Linked DNA regions of Oryctolagus cuniculus: region 1 is linked to region 2. Evidence: chromatin contacts called from public Hi-C data. All regions are on one chromosome and are shown on one strand. The core of a region is the stretch at or near the end of the contact, and the rest is flanking DNA. Distances in the headings are between cores, read along the strand shown. Region 1 has its middle 35 kb from the start of GNG12. Region 2 has its middle 42 kb from the start of DIRAS3.

Region 1 (3,671 bases), core at 724-3,223, 200 kb before region 2:
GTTCCTGTTCACTTGTTCACTCCTCAAATGCCTGCAGCCGCTGGGGCTGGGTGGTGGCTGAAGCCAGGAGCTGGAAACTCAGTGCAGGTCTCTCACATGGGTGGCAGGGACACGACAACTTGAACCATCACCTGCTGCCTTCCAGGGTCTACACCGGCAGGAAGCTGAAGTCAAGGCCTGGAGCTTGGTAAACTCAGGCACTCCAACGTCACATACAGGCATTTTAAACAGTAGGCTCAGCATCCACACCCCAGTGTAGCCTAGTGCTCACTTCGGCATCTGTAAGGTGAATGGGTCTGTGGAGGTCAGTGAGGAGCCCACTGCCGTCATCTCACTGCTGAGATGCGGTGATTCAGACTAGGAGGTAAGGAGATGGGTGTGGACAAATCCAGAATACCTTTTGCATTTGTGACTGTTGAGGCTTGCCTATGGACTGGATAAGTGGGAGAAGGCAAAGAGAGTGACTTCTTTCTTGTTGGCTTGATCCACTCAGTGGTTTGCTACTGTTTGTTAAGATGAGGAGACTTAAAGTGATTGTTGCACACATCTAATACTCTCATGTGCATCTTTGGCTTATGAAGTGTCCAGGGCAATTTATTCTTGCATGAAATGGCACAGAACAGCTATGCTTTTAAACATCTGTTTCAGGACTGGCATTGTGGTACAGCAGGTTAAGTCACCACCTGTGATGCTGGCATCCCATATCTTGAAGCACCTGTTTGAGTTGTGGCTGCTCCACTTCCATAGCTTCCTGCTAATGCACCTGGGCAAGCAGTCAAAGATGGCCCAGCTGCTTGGGCTCCTGCCACTGATGTGGGAATTCCAGGTGGAGTTCCTGGCTCCTACCTTCGACCAGTTATAGTCATCTGGAAGAGTGAACCAGCAGATGGAAAATCTCTTTTTCTCTCTCTCTGTCACTCTGCCTCTCAAATAAATAAAAATAATTTCGTATTAAAAACCTTTTATTAATAATTTTATACTGCCAGGGCCGGTGCTATGGCATAGTGGGTTAAAGCCCAAGCCTGTAGTGCTAGTATCCCATGTAGGTGCTGGTTCTAGCCCTGGCTGCTCCACTTCCGATCCAGCTCTCTGCTGTGGCCTGGGAAAGCAGTAGAAGATGGCTCAAGTCCTTGGGTTCCTGCACCCACGTGGGAGACCTGGCAGAAGATCCTGGCTCCTGGCTTCGGATTGGCACAGCTCCGGCCGTTGCAGCCAGTTGGGGAGTGAACCAGCAGATGGAAGACCTCTCTCTCTGTCTCTACCTCTTTGTAACTCTCTCAAAGAAATAAAATAAAATAAATCTGCCTTTTAAAAACAGTATTCCTACCAGTGACTATTTCCCCTTTCTCATGAAACGTCTCATGGGCTAGGAAATGAAGTACAAATATTTGTTAAAGTTATAGAGTGAACAGGAGCTGAATGGAGGAGTGAAGCCTTTTTTGTGAGTAAAAGGTAAGCGTTCTGTTTCACGGGCTTTCTGGCAAGTGTTGCTAAGAAGCCTTTCTAGTTCACTGTCCTTGTGAAAGTGTCTGAGGACAGGATGTCCGGTACATAGGGGTCCCTATACTTTATTCTGCGGGTCTCTCTGAGGTACCTGCCTTCTCTCCACCAACAGCTGAGCCCTCTTGAACTCCGTCAGGAGCTTTGGCCCAACTCCATTGTGTCATGCTCACTGCTGGTTAAAAACCTGATTCTTTGCCCCAATTGTGGTGCCAGCATTCTATCCCGGCTGCTGCGATTTCTGTCTCCCACAGGTACCCTCTGCCTGTCGGTGTGTCTCTTTCTCATTGTGCTGAGTGCCTGCCTTGTTAAACCAGAGCTGTTACTAATTTTTCCTTTTCAATCCTTAGTCATGTTGGGGCAGGCATTTCATTCCTGAACCAAAGTCTGGCAACAGGGATTGTATTATGATGACAGAGATTGTGTTATGATGACTAATGCTGCTGTTACTTCTAGTAATAGAACTACCAGCTAGCAATGGCCGAGCACTGATTATGTGCCAGGTACTGTGGTAAATATACCATACACATGACCACACTTAATTCAGACAGCAATCGGTGAGTTAGGCATTTTTTTTTAAAGATTTATTTATTTGAAAGGCAGAGTTAGAGAGAGGGAGGGAGAGAGAGAGATCTTCCATCTGCTGGTTTACTCCCTAAATGGCTGCAATGACTGGGGATGGGCCAGGCCAAAGCCAGGAGCCAGGAGCTTCGTCTGGGTCTCCACATGAGTGCAGGGGCCCAGGGACTTAGGCCATCTTCCTCTGCTTTCTCAGGCCCATTAGCAGGGAACTGGGTTGGAAGTGGAGCAGCAAGGACTCGAACCGACGCCCACATGGGAGGCTGGTGTTATAAGCTGCGGCTTCATCCTCTCCACCACAGAGCCTGCCTGGAGCTGGGCATTATTAACCAACTTTTAGACGTGATGAAACTGAAGCACAGACAGGGTAGGTAACAGAGCTAGCTGGTGAGTGATGGAAGCGGCGCACGACCCAGGGTAACTGAAAAGGCCCTGGCTTTCACCATGACCCTTTCACCACCTACCAGAGGCTGATACACACAAATGACACCCTGACTTGCTTGATCTGGGAATAATTTCCCTCACTGCCCCTTAGTTGATGTCCCTCCATGGTGGACTCAGATCTGCGCCCTTCACTGTCACGTGCCCACTTCATTAGATATGCTGTACAGCCAGAAGCCTGTTGTATGTGTGTGTGTTGGGAATGATGTTTTCATTTAGCTCCAAACTTTATAAATAGTAAGACGGCAGCTAATAGTTGAAGAGTGCACTGGTTAGCCAGCCGCCTGAAGTAGGTATTATTGTTTCTATTTTAGCAACAAGATAAAGGTACACACCACTTGTAATTTGCTCAAGATCACGTAGCTGTTTTATGATGAGTCCTGGATTGACTTCAGTGTAGCCTCTAATTAATTTCTGAGAACTGTCTCCCAAATGGTTCTAGCTCTGGAACTACTAGGCTTCCTATTTTATACGCAGTTTTCTGTTGCTATTTTATTTTCTGATGAATAAATGTCTCCATGTGAGTTCTTATGGTAAGTGAAGTTTTTAGATAAAATTCTCTAGTCCACCTCCTTGAAGCAGTATAATTGATAAATCATTTTTGTTCATCTCATTTTAGAACACAGTTAATCTTTTTCTTATTATAGAGTTGCACTTTTGAGTGTTTGTTTTGATTCATGCCTTGGAATATTTTTTAAATTTGAATATATCACTGTCTTAAAAAATGGGGGATTTTTCTTAATAAAATTGAGTAATGCAATTGCTTTGATAAAACTGCTCAATTATTCTGAAATAAACAAAATGTGTGACATGTAATACATCATCGAACAACTTAGCCACACAAGTGCTCAAAAGCAAGAGAAAAAAATTATGAAAGCCAATTTAGTGGAAAGCCTGGAAGAGTTTTGGAAATTAAAAAAAAAAAATCCTTCAGCAACATTCTGAGCTGCCTTGTGTCTGGAAGAGCCATGCCCCCTTCAGAGGTGTCACTGGCTAAGGGGCAGCTTTAGATTCTCTAACTGGTCATGTTTTATGTTGGGCATGCAGAGCTTAATTATAAAACAACAAAACAACAACAACAACAACCCTTGTTTCAAGGAACTTGAAGTCTAGTGGGAGAGACAGCTATTGCAAATAAATACGTAGCAAGG
Region 2 (3,781 bases), core at 422-2,921:
CCGCCCAGGAGCCCAGGACTGAGAATGGCTGGCTACCCCTCCAGGCTCTGTCTGCCCCAGGGAGTAAATTCTTTTTTCAAAAAGAGATCTATTTATTTATTTGAAAAGCAGAATTACAGAAAGAGGGAGATGGTGAGAGGCAGATAGATCTTCCATCCATTGGTTCACTCCCCAAATGGCTGCAACAGCCTGGGTGGCGAAGGCCAGGAGCCAGGAGCTTCTTCCAGGTCTCCCAGGTGGGTTCAGGGACCCAAGTACCTGGGCCATCTTCCCAGGCACCTTAGTAGGGAGCTGGATTGGAAGTGGAGCAGCCGGGGCTCCTATGGGATGCCTGCGAGCAGGCTGGCTTAACTCGCAGGACTACAATACTGGAACCAGGGGGGACAATTCCGCAGCTTATCAGAAGGGGCCCCAGCACACCCTCCGCCCCCCACGCTGTGCTTCCTGGGATCACCTTCCAAACTCCTTGCCCAGAAATCCTTGTCTCCGAGCCTGTGTCCAGGAGGAGCCCAGACCAGGAAGCACCCCTGCAGAGGACCACAGCTCTGTCACACTTTCCACAAACCGGGAGATCATCTTCCAGAGCGTTTTCTCAGATCAGCAGAGCCTTGCCCTGAGCGGCCAGCGTTCGGGCAGTGCGTGAGCAAAGGCAGCCAAGCCTCGCGCAGTGCAGAGCTCACAGCGTGGCCGCTCCGGTGCATGGTTCACTTCCTGCCTCTCGGTGTCTCTGCAGGGAAGACAGAGCCTGATTGGCTGGGAAAGACCACCCCGACTAAAGTCCTCCGGACAGAAGGAGTTTCTGGACACAGGCAAGAATTGGAGCCCGCCGTGGGCTCCGTGGAGCTGGGGAGTCCGTGGGTGTGCGTGACCCATTCCCACTGCCACACCCCAGGCCGCCGAACCCGCCCATCTCACTATAGGATGTCTTTTATGATTCTGAGAATTGGAGTGGTGAGGTTGTGAGAATTCACCTAGTTCAAGGCGGTAGGGGAGGTAACTGCTCTGAGGGTCCTGGAGCGAGAGTTGGAAGCAAACTCAAGTCCATCCCTCGCTCAAAAGCAAGAATAATGATGCAGCGACTACAAATCCCCAGAGTCTAACGTCTGGGTTTTGTCTTGAAGGTTTGTGTGCAGTGACAGTTGTGATTCTCCTTTCGGCCAGCAGAGGGCAGACTCTTGCCATCGATGGAGGTGAATTGCGGACCCAAGTGTTTCGGGACTGGAATAACATCTCCCAGTGAGGTCATTTGGCTCTAATGAAAGTGCAGCTCAAAATAACTCTTGACTCTTCTGCTGCAAATATGCTAGTAATAAGACCGTGAGGTTTGGCGACTGAAGTTCTTCTCCTTTTAGCTCCTGCCCTGCCACATCCACATATAACCCTGGACCGGTCACTGCACTCTGTGACTGAGAGGAGGTGATGTTAGGGGCCAAAGGAGAGGATTAAAGTCCTGTGCTGCAACAAACACAGACAGTAAAGAGTGTAACAGGAGTGGGGTGTGTGTGTGTGTGTGTGTGTATGTGTGTGTGTGTGAAGGAGCAAATAAACAAAGCAGTAAGATCCAAGGCAAGGCAGCATTTTTTGATGCCGAGCAAATAAATGTGGGGGCTTCATAAAGTTCATGGGGAAAATGACATTAAAGAATTATTAAAAGATTTATTTCGGTGGAAACGATTTTGAAATCCATGCCTAGTTTTTTCATAACAGGTGTTTTCATAAACTTTTCGAAGATCACTGGTTTAAATGGACTTCAAAATTGTTTCCACCAAAATAAACGTATCGTTTAATTCTGTTTTCCACAAACCTTTGGAAGTATGCTCATGTATTTGTGGATTTTGCAGCAAAGGAAAACAATCCATTTTGTATTTAGAAAGGACTTAACTGCTTTTATTTTTTTAAGAATTATTTTGTTTATTTGAAAGAGTTACAGAGGGAGGTAGAGCCAGAGAGAGAGAGAGGTCTTCCATTCCGCTGGTTCACTCCCCAAATGACCGCAACAGCCAGAGCTGAGCCGATCTGAAGCCAGGAGCCAGGAGCTTCTTCCAGGTCTCCCATGCGGGCGTAAGAGGCCCAAGGAGTTGGGCCATCCTCCACTGCTTTCTCCGGCCATAGCAGAGAGCTGGATTGGAAGAGGAGCCGCCGGATTTAAGCCAGCGCCTATATTGGATGCGTGCACCGCAGCCTGGGGCTTTAACCCACTGTGCCCAGCGCCAACCCTGGACTTAACGAAGTCTTACTTATGTCTCAAGCTATGTTTGTTTTAAAGGTTAGATGTGCTTTACCTATTGCAGTTGTGCTTGAGAAAAATTTAATGTAACAAGGAAGCATGGAAAGTCCTACAGTTAAGTAAAAATATTTCTGGAAGCTGTAGGAATGTATTGTGTTAAATTTTAAAACACTGAATGTTTTATGAAGCTGGCACTGTGGTGCAGTAGGCTAAAACCCGGGTCCTGGCTGCTTCTCTTCTGATCCACTCTCTGCTTAGGGTCTGGAAAAGTAGTGGCAGTTGTCCCAAGTGTTTGGGCCCTGGCATCTAGGTGGGAGACCCAGAAGAAGCTCCTGGGTCCTGGCTTCAGATTGGCCCAGCTCTGGCCATTGTGGCCATTTGGGGAGTGAACCAGCAAATGGAAGACCTCTCTCTCTGTCTCCCTCTCTCTGTCTGTAGCTCTGCCTGTCAAATAAATAAATAAATAAAATCTTTTTAAAAACACTCATAATGTTTTGGTGGTTACATAGTCGTAAGGAGATGTGGATTTTTTTGTGTTAAGATATGGAAATGTTGGGCCGGCGCCGTGGCTCAATAGGCTAATCCTCCACCTTGCGGCGCCGGCACACCGGGTTCTAGTCCCGGTTGGGGCGCCGGATTCTGTCCCGGTCGCCCCTCTTCCAGGCCAGCTCTCTGCTATGGCCAGGGAGTGCAGTGGAGGATGGCCCAGGTGCTTGGGCCCTGCACCCCATGGGAGACCAGGAAAAGCACCTGGCTCCTGGCTCCTGCCAGGATCAGCGCGGTGCGCCGGCTGCAGCGGCGGCCATTGGAGGGTGAACCAACGGCAAAGGAAGACCTTTCTCTCTCTGTCTCTCTCTCTCACTGTCCACTCTGCCTGTCAAAAAAAAAAAAAAAAAAAAAAAAGATATGGAAATGTTTAAGAATCCTGCTTTATTGTCTTAGGATATCAAGCCCTAGCATGAGAAGTAGAACAACACTGCTGTCTGAGAATCACGCTGAGGGACAATGAGACACTAGAATGCACTGGACAGGGAGGCAGTAATGACAGGACTTTCTGGAAATCATGTCTGATTGAGGAATTGAGGAAATGAGGTGCCAAGTCTGGGAAAGAGAAAACCCACGTGGGACAGGACCTGCTGGAAGGGGATCAGTACGAAAGCACTCAAATCACGGAGGAAAGGTCTGGTCTCAACCCTGTGGGCTTCTGGGGGCTGCCACTGGAGACAGGGAGCTCCTCCTCTGAGATTGTTCAAGCTGCCCCCGGAAGACCCTCTGGCATTGGCACATGTGGTCTCAGGAACCAAGCTGTTACTGCACAACAAATGTAGTGAGGGGCGATAGTGAGAGCCAACCTGCAAACGTCAGAGGGTTGCTGGAGCCGAACAGGACGGCCAAGACCTTGAGCTCCAGGGGACCAAGGCAGTCTCGTCGCAGTCCGAATGCACCAGAAGGCTCCACTTAGCCAGCCCTGTGGCCAACACAGCGCTGAATGTCAGCAGCAGGAGCAAAGCTAGCTGGCATCAGAAAGACAGTCCCTGAGAGCGTAGGCTTCCA

The links. Hi-C and Micro-C count contacts between places; a contact is called where the count stands out from the background.
Region 1: a Hi-C map of embryonic fibroblasts shows a contact between it and region 2, with 5 times the contacts expected there. The contact joins two enhancer-like sites. A contact is called at or near these places in 3 of 6 Hi-C or Micro-C datasets (ear pinna, embryonic fibroblasts and skin fibroblasts).

Annotation. Positions count from the first base shown.
Region 1 is chr7:104,679,128-104,682,798 of mOryCun1.1, reverse strand. No RefSeq gene overlaps it. Among named protein-coding and RNA genes, the nearest start is that of GNG12, 35 kb to the left of the region's middle. Within about 2 kb of position 1,973, at least 1 of the 8 cell types and tissues checked has an H3K27ac peak or open chromatin away from gene starts, as enhancers often do.
Region 2 is chr7:104,481,056-104,484,836 of mOryCun1.1, reverse strand. No RefSeq gene overlaps it. Among named protein-coding and RNA genes, the nearest start is that of DIRAS3, 42 kb to the left of the region's middle. Within about 2 kb of position 1,671, at least 2 of the 8 cell types and tissues checked have an H3K27ac peak or open chromatin away from gene starts, as enhancers often do.